3 separate regions of the Mus musculus genome follow, and all the other regions are linked to region 1. The links are chromatin contacts, called in public promoter capture Hi-C maps. All regions are on one chromosome and are shown on one strand. Each heading gives the region's core, a stretch centred on a gene start, on an enhancer-like site or on the middle of the called end of the contact. The rest is flanking DNA. Distances are from core to core; before and after follow the strand shown.

Region 1 (2,700 bases), core at 178-2,677:
AATTTAAACCCCTTGCTCAGCTGGCTTGTGGCTTCCAGCTTTTCCCTATACACAGACTGCCCATCTATGGAGTCTAGGAACTTATATTTTAAGGTAGATATATACAGAATGAACAAATGATTAAGAGAGATAGTGAATACATTAAATGCATGTGGATAAAATTATAAAGGCATATGATTTAGTGAGATAAGGTAAAGAATGTAAAGAAAAGGAGAGAAGAGAGGGGAGGCAAGGAGAGGAGAGAGAGATGAGAAGAGAAAACGAGAAAATTAGAAAACGAGAAAATGAGAAAACGAGAAAAAGGAAAAGAGAAAAAGAGAGAGAAAAAGAGAAAGGGTATCTATCTATCTATCTATCTGTCAGGGCTAGGAGCGAGGGCGGCACAGTGGGGATGGAGACGTGACGTGTGGATTCCCTCCAGCTAGGCTTGAGCAGTCTGAGTGTCTAACTTCCTCCGCCTCCTCAGAAACTGAAACGTGGCTCCGCTCTGTAGCTCCCCGAAACCCACGTTTTATTACTCGAATATTCCTTGCGGGAGACTAGGTGACTGCACAGCCGACAGAGCATCATTTCCCTTCGGAAAGGAAACTTTTCAGATCTGGCAGTTTTTCAGACAGCCAGAGCTCTGGCTCTGGAAAATATCTTAAAACGCCTCAGGCTGGCCTCTGGGCTAGCTATCTCAGATGATAATTAGAGTTCACCGCCTGCACTCTCTGGTCCTGAAGCTCGAGTGGTCCGTAACTCGGAAGCTTCCACTTGGAACCTGGACCTTAAAAGACAAGCGATCTGCTTTCGGCAGATAAGAGGGTCCTCCTCCCCCTTCTATTACAACTACCCAGAAGAGCGTCCGAGCATCCTCGCCAAACCCTATCTCTGGGCAGCTCAAACGCAACGATACGGTCCTTCTTCCCGCCTAGGGAGCATGTAGGAGAGGCGCTGTGGCATCCTCTAAATCTGGGTACCGCATTTACAGAACCAGGACAAGAACCGGAGCGGGAGCATCTGCGGGTGGATACGAGGCCAGATCCCCACGCTTAGTAGCCCAGGACGGGGGACAAAGCAAGTTGGTCCTTCCATCCTCCTCTCTCCACCCAGTGTCCGAGATATTCCGGGTGGGTGAGTAGCTGCATTCCAGCATGAACTTCAGCAATACGCTTACCTTCATTTCTCGTGGCTTGGGTCGTGGCTCCGGCTCCTGGGTGCAAATGTGAGTCTCCTCTGGAGGAGGCGGCTGTGCAGTGACACGTGGCGCTCAGGGTCGGTCGGCAAGCGCGGAAGATGGAGAGCTGGGCGCGCTCCGCTGCGGATTGCATCAGCAGCGACTGGCTCAGCCGCGAGCTACAGTCCGACCTCTGGCTCACTCCAGGGTGGAGACACTGATCCCCTCCAGTGATTTGTATCGCAGGAGGGGAGGTAGCAGAGGAGGACAAATCTGAAAGCGTCTTTGATTCATTTGCTACCTCCCCAGTCCCTCCCCCAATCATACGCTGTACTAGGATCTAGTCTCAGAACTGGGAAGTTTTAAGGTATATTTTGGATAATAAAGAAGAGTTTGGGTTTTTCCGTCTCGCTCTCACGCTCCACACCCCACAGACAACTCTCAAATACAACCACTCTTACCAACTCCTTTTCTCTCTAATTTTTATAACATTTAAATAAATATAATAGATTTTGAATAGGAGCGGGTGGCTAGATGGACAGGGACAGTGGTGGATAAGGGCCAACTGGCAGGAGCCGGTTCTCTCCTTCCACCATCTGAGCCCTGGATGGAACTCTCACTCTCAGTCTGTGGTCTACGCTCTGTAGTCGTCTCTTAGTTTGCATCCTTTGATGTGCACATACAGAAGTAATTTAATGTGAAATGGTCCTCACCACCTGATAACTTCCTTCCTGCGTCCACACAAGCCTCAGGCAAGGCTCCCACCGATGGGATTTCAGTTGAGGAGAGGATCTCTCTGAAAATCTGAAAACTTTCTTTTTAGTAAATCTAAGCAGAAGGCTTTGCTGTGAAATTTTCATTCTTAACTCCCTAGGAGAGAATAGGCTTTTCCCCGACCATGTTTTGCCTGTATCCTTTGTTTGTTTGTTTGTTTGTTTTAGATTTATTTATTATATGTAAGTACACTGTAGCTGTCCTCAGATATTCCAGAAGAGTGCATCAGATTTTGTTACGAATGGTTGTGAGGCACCATGTGGTTGCTGGGATTTGAACTCGGGACCTTCGGAAGAGCAGTCAGCACTCTTAACCACTGAGCCATTTCGCCAGCCCTATTTATTTTTTTAAAAATGTTTTCTTTCTTCTCATTTTTCTTTTCTGACTTATTTATGTGTGAGTTCACCATCACTGTCTTCAGATGCACCAGAAGAGGACATCAGATCCCATCATAGATGGTTGTGAGCCACCGTGTGGTTGCTGGGAATTGAACTCAGGACCTCTGAGAGAGCAGTCAGTGCTCTTAACTGCTGAGCCATCTCTGCAGCCCTTGTTTTTCTTTTCTGCTGCTTGGAATGAAACTGCCCAGGTGAACAATGAATAGCTGAATTATCCTGACAAATGTACTGAGTTATCTTTGCACCCAGCACAACAGCAACAACTTCTTCCCTTCAGAAGACTGTAGTCCAGATCGGTTTTAACTCAAGCAGCGCTGTGGGCTTTAAGTGGTGAGTGTAGACATCCTGGGTTATTGTTCATACGATGGA
Region 2 (2,700 bases), core at 126-2,625, 2.5 Mb before region 1:
CAATGTATTTTATGACCACTCTTGAACTTGGGAGTCTTCATTTTGACCCCTTTAAACTTCTTATATCATCTACCTTCTCTGGTTATGGGTTTGTTTTGTTTTTTTTTTTTAAATCTGCATCTGGTTGGAGATACAAATAATCTACAGCAGGGACTTAGATTAACTTGACAAACCCTACAGTCGCCTGGCTAGAGAGTTCCAGTGAGGGGTTATCTACACTGGGTAGTCCTTGGGCATGTCTGTGGGAAACTGTGTCCATTAAGTTAATTGATGTAGAAAGTCCTATACCACTGTGGGCAGTGCCACCCCCTAGGCAGGGGGTGTAAGAGTAGAGGAAGCAAGTGCGTGAGATTGTATTGCCCCCCCCCCCCTCTCTCCCTCTCCCTCTCTCTCTCTCCCTCTGCCCTTGACGGTGGTTATGATAGGACTAGTTCTTTAAAGTTTCTTCCTTGACTTCCCACAATGAGGGAGGCTAAGCAGGAATTGTAAGCTGAGATAAGCCCCTTTCTTCCCTCACTTGTGTTTTGATAGCATATTTTATCACAGCAACAAATCAAGCTAGACTTGCATACTAGGGCAATTCCGGCGCCTTCATTGTTATTTTAGGGACACGTCCATGAGGTACATGTTCTTATTCTTACTTTATAAGTGAAGAGGGATCTGGCACAGCAAGAACTTAATCTGGGACATGAAGTCCATACTGTGCCAGAGTCTGTGCTTATTCCTGTGTGTCACACAGGAGAGAAGACAGCAGTAGATGACTTAGTGGCTGACAGTTTTGTACTAACGTAACCCTCCATTGGCTTAAAACAAAAAAATCCACCTTCCCTTACAAGCTTGTCTGGATCAGTGAAGGACATCAGTGTACCTGGTCACTTGTCTTACAAAAAAAAAATGGCATTGTATAAATATTTACTATCCTGTGAACTTAGGTAGTTCGGAGGGTATAGAGAACACAGAGTGATTTTTGCTTTGGGGGCATTTTTGTGTGTGTGTGTGTGATTAGCTACAACATGAAAATAAATTTCATTTGGAACAAAACCAAACCTGATCTATTTTAAAGTCCAGTCAATGGAGGCCTGGTCCTGACTCTCCGTAGAAGGCTAGTTCCACCAAACATCTGCCTCTCCACGCGAAGCCTCCTGTCTGTTTGGTTTCCATTACGAAATCGCACAAGGAACATAATGAACGTACCGTCCTGACCTCCAGCCATCTGTTGGCTGCTGAGAGAAATAAGTAGGCAATGTTGTTCGTGTCTGTCAGCTCCAGCATGCGTTGCTTGAATCTGGTTTCATGCCTACAGAAAACAAAGACACCACAATGTTAGTCACCTAACAGGAGAATTAGAAAAAGCCAGTCACTGTTAACTACTGAATGGTTTGTAACAGAGTGACACATGGATGGGATGCGTGACAGGCGAGTGGACTCCAGAGTTGCTCTGCTGAGTTCTGGATAGAGTCCAAGAGGGCAAGTGTTTGCTCCATTTTCATGCTACAGCTATGAAAAGAAGCCATTGCGATGACAACTCTTCATTAAAAGTCACCACAGTATTGATGGATCCAATGTTGTGAGACTTGGCCTATGCCATCCGGGCTACAGAAATCACAGTATGTTCTACCTGTGTTTGAGGCATTTATTTCATTTTTCCAAATGATGTTGAGCTGGGCTGGATGAGAACCAATGGAGACAGAAAACCATACATTTACAACAGGTAAATATATCCCTTCAAATATATTCTTTTTCTTTGGCTCTTTTTTTTTTTAACCAAAGAAAGAAAGTAGGGTGCCAAGGAGCAGAAGATAGAGGGATCTTCTCACAGATGGCTGGCACAGCACAGGGTCTGTTTGCAGTGACCCTGTGAAAGCGAAGGAGATTTACTTTGGGTGATCTGAATAGAGACAGAGGGTGGGGAGAGGGAAGGGTCAAGCCAGGCTTCCCAGAGCACAGAAAAGATTGTCTTGGTATAGCTTTAGGGGTGAAGCTGGGTTTTGAGGGTGAACAAGGCACTGTAAATACTCTGAGTGGCATCAGAGAAAATCCTCCATCCTCTAGGGTTGGGAGATTTCTCACCCTAATAGTCGTGGTGATGGAGAGACATCAGATGTCCATGGGAAACTTAGGCTCATCCCTGTTGCTCAACATGATCAAACACAATTCTGTGTGGCTTACTTTACTAGCAGAACTAGCAATAACCTTCAACAAGCGTATGTCCTGTGTGAGCACGTCTCACCCTATACTTCCAACCCCTTGCACTACCATGTACAATGAATATATGCCATAGAAAGTTTGTTTTAAAAGTTAAGAAGACCCTTAAGCACTTGAACATCCTGGGTATGATTTCACACATACACACTAAAAAGAAAAAGAAACATATCTCTTCTACGTAACAAACATATCCTGACTTTGTAATCACTTTCCTTAAATAATAGACAAAACAGAGCTGACAAGCAACTGGTTTGAAAGTTGGTGCCATACCCAGCTGAGTTAGCTTCTTTCCTCCCTGTGGCCACAGCTGTTCTGACATAAGCCATCTATAGGTCATTTTGTAAGGAATTACTGACCCACTCACTAGTGAGCCCTACTTGCTAAAAGAATCCCCCCATTCCTGTAAAATCTTCCAGTAAAATTGCAAAACTTTTAAATAACTCATCACTTGTATCAAAGAACGAAGAAGTCCTGGGCGGGGTACATTTGGCCCAC
Region 3 (2,700 bases), core at 83-2,582, 2.5 Mb before region 1:
TTGGGGAGACGGTCGCGGATGCGCGGTTTGCGCAGGTTCTCCGCTGCGATGCGCGCCAGCACATACTCCTCCGGGATGATGCTCTTCCTGGCCAACATCTTCCTTTCACCATAGCCCGCCTATGCACCTGCCTGAACCTGTGGCTCCTTTCCTCCACACGCGTCCTCCTAGACTAGAGAAACGCTTATTAAAAACTGTCAACTTCATTTCCTCGTCTCAGGTATCTGTACAAAGGGATGCTGTTTTACACACATATTAAATTAAAGATGTGATCAATACAAAAGAGAACCCACTTTGTGTCTGAGGTCTGGGATCCCAGAGAAAACTTTTGATCAGAACCGGAGGAATCCCCCCCCCCCTCTCTCTCTCTCCTCCCTGCTCACTCTTGGAAATAACCGCTATAAGCAAATCTTTAAGCATTTTCTGTATATTCTTTTGTGTCTCGGGATTAGTCAGGCAAGCCTGAGGACGAAAATTAAAGGCCAAGTGGGTTCACTATCTACTTGCTAAACTATTTAGATAAAGTAGCAAGGTTAAAAGGAAAGATGGAGGGATTCTTTTAGTAGCAGCGAAGAAAACTGCTTCCTGTTCATTAAGAAAATATTAACTGTAATTAAAAGATACCAAACATTGCGTTTTCGAACTTGAAAATGATTGATATTAAATTGGAAGGATTTACGAGATGCGTTTTAAAAGGCAGCCAGACTCCCCGCCCCTCCCTCTGAACCTATATCATACTATATGCTGGAAAGTAATTTGCGACGCGGGGATTAGAGACACTGCTGAGGTCTGCAGTGGATTTGCACAGCTCGAGCCAATCTGGGTACACCTTGACTGTTTGGCTTTGGGCTGCGCTATAGCCGGCTTCCCCTCCTCTCCCCGGGAGGCGCGATGCAACTTACAGACTCGGGTTTGCGCTCCCGGCTGCGGCTTGAGCTCCGCACAGGGCGGGCTGGTCCCAGGCTCTCGCATCCCGGGAGCAGAGACCTCCCGAAGTGCAGATCCGGGGGATGTTGGTCCTCCAGAACTGAGTTAAGACTCTAGAAGGTGCGATCCATAGTGCACGCGGGGAGGAGGGCTGGAAGATGAGGGTTGGGTTTGGCTTCCCCCCTCCTGCTGCCGGGCCACGGGGAGGGCGGGGTAGGAGCTGGGGATAGAGGTGCTAGTGGCCATGCTCCGCCAGCTCCTCAGCCGCCTAGCTGGGGCCAGACCTCCGAGCGAGCCGGGGAAAGTGGAGGCGGAGGCCAGTCGGGGGAGCCGGGGAGGCAGGGAGCCGGCCAGAAGGGAGGGACCACCGGGGGAGGAGGCACCAGCCGAGCCAGCTCGGTTCCCAGTAGCCCGGATTCTGCTGCCAGACCGGCACACACATCTTTAAAAGGCTCGCTGCTCAGAGAACTTTCTGAGCCCAAGTTCACTGACGCAAAGAGATTTTAATTTATTATTTTTTAAAGTGTAACTTGCGGGGGGGGGGTATCACTGGGTTACTTCAGATGAAATAAAACCAGATAGAGAGAGTGTAGGTGTTTTGGGTGGGGTGATTGTGGGGTGAGCGTGGGGTGAGGGTGGGGTCCCTGCCCTGAACTTGTAAATCTATTCGTGTTAGAATATAGAGGGGTGGGAGGGCTGAAATCCTTTCGGAAAAAAAACCGATTTCACCAACTAAGACCAGTTTTCAGGCACTTAAAGTCACACAAAAGAAACAAAAAGGGAAACAAAGATAGAGACTAACAACAAAAACACCATCAACAGTCTCTTCCAATAAAGAAAATTTACACCCAGCAGGACGGCTAAGCAAAGTCCAGCACCACACCTGCCTTCGGGGCAGGCAGGCGCAGTCGCGGCTCCGTTTTGACTCTTGGCCGCAGGCCTCTCCCTCCAGTCTAGATCGTAAGAATGATAAGACTGCTCACTTGCGCACAAGAAAGATTATACAGTAAATGTCTTTCTATAGCTTTTGAGAAGGAGCGGGGGTGGGGGTGGGGGAACAAATGTGCTTTTTTTCCCCCCCGCCGGTCATCCTGCTTTTGGCGTTTGTATTAATGGAAACTTTAATTCTTGGAAATTTTATGTTTTCCAAGACTTGAGGGTCGGGAGTATCCGAAGTATAAACAGCATGTTAATTTACTAGAAAGACCTAAAATTAGTCTTTAATGAAGGAAAATGAAGAGCCCCCCTTCCCTTTTTCCACTGTGGGTAGATCTGCTTAACCCCTTGCATTCTGGAGGGCCTGTCCTGTCAGTGAGATTCTTTTTGTTTCCTTTGTTTTCTGCAGTAATTCATGTTGTAGCCTCATAGCAGCCATGCAGACAACATTTGTGCTGTGAGTTCTGCCACTGAAATACAGTTTGAAGTGCACCTTGCTGTGCAATTTACTGTCTACTAATTTAACACCAAAAACATTAAACTCTTTTTTTTTTTTTTTTCAGAAGACAGGGTTTCACATATTCTGAGTTGGCCTCGAACTTGCTGTGTAGCCTATGGTGACCCTGAACTTCTAATCCTCCTGCCTATCTTCCTTGTGCTGGGATCGTAGGTGTGTGCCATCATGTCTGGGGTTTGTTTTGTTTTGTTTAAGACCTTGTGCATAGACAACCACTCTACCAACTGAACTACACGGCTACTCCTCTGTGCTTATGTGATTTCATTGCTGTCCTTTGAAACAGGAAGTTGTTATGAAACCCAGGCAGACTGATAGTTTAC

Evidence for each region. Promoter capture Hi-C pulls out the DNA fragments that hold promoters and counts their contacts.
Region 2: a promoter capture Hi-C map of liver shows a contact between it and region 1, with 4 times the contacts expected there. The contact joins the promoter of 5330439B14Rik here to the promoter of Bcat1 in region 1. A contact is called at or near these places in 2 of 39 promoter capture datasets (hippocampal neurons and liver).
Region 3: a contact with region 1 is called in a promoter capture Hi-C map of hippocampal neurons, with 3 times the contacts expected there. The contact joins the promoter of Kcnj8 here to the promoter of Bcat1 in region 1. A contact is called at or near these places in 2 of 39 promoter capture datasets (hippocampal neurons and liver).

What each region holds. Positions count from the first base shown.
Region 1 is chr6:145,074,730-145,077,429 of GRCm38.p6, forward strand. Bcat1 (branched chain aminotransferase 1, cytosolic) reads right to left here and starts at 1,428. Exons shown (of 11, transcript NM_007532.5): 1 at 1,160-1,428. The coding sequence starts at 1,165.
Region 2 is chr6:142,613,220-142,615,919 of GRCm38.p6, forward strand. It overlaps 5330439B14Rik (RIKEN cDNA 5330439B14 gene), which reads left to right and starts at 1,376. Exons shown (of 2, transcript NR_037679.1): 1 at 1,376-1,711. Abcc9 (ATP-binding cassette, sub-family C (CFTR/MRP), member 9) reads right to left here. Exons shown (of 40, transcript NM_011511.2): 31 at 1,195-1,297.
Region 3 is chr6:142,570,282-142,572,981 of GRCm38.p6, forward strand. Kcnj8 (potassium inwardly-rectifying channel, subfamily J, member 8) reads right to left here and starts at 1,333. Exons shown (of 3, transcript NM_008428.5): 1 at 903-1,333; 2 at 1-172. The coding sequence starts at 98.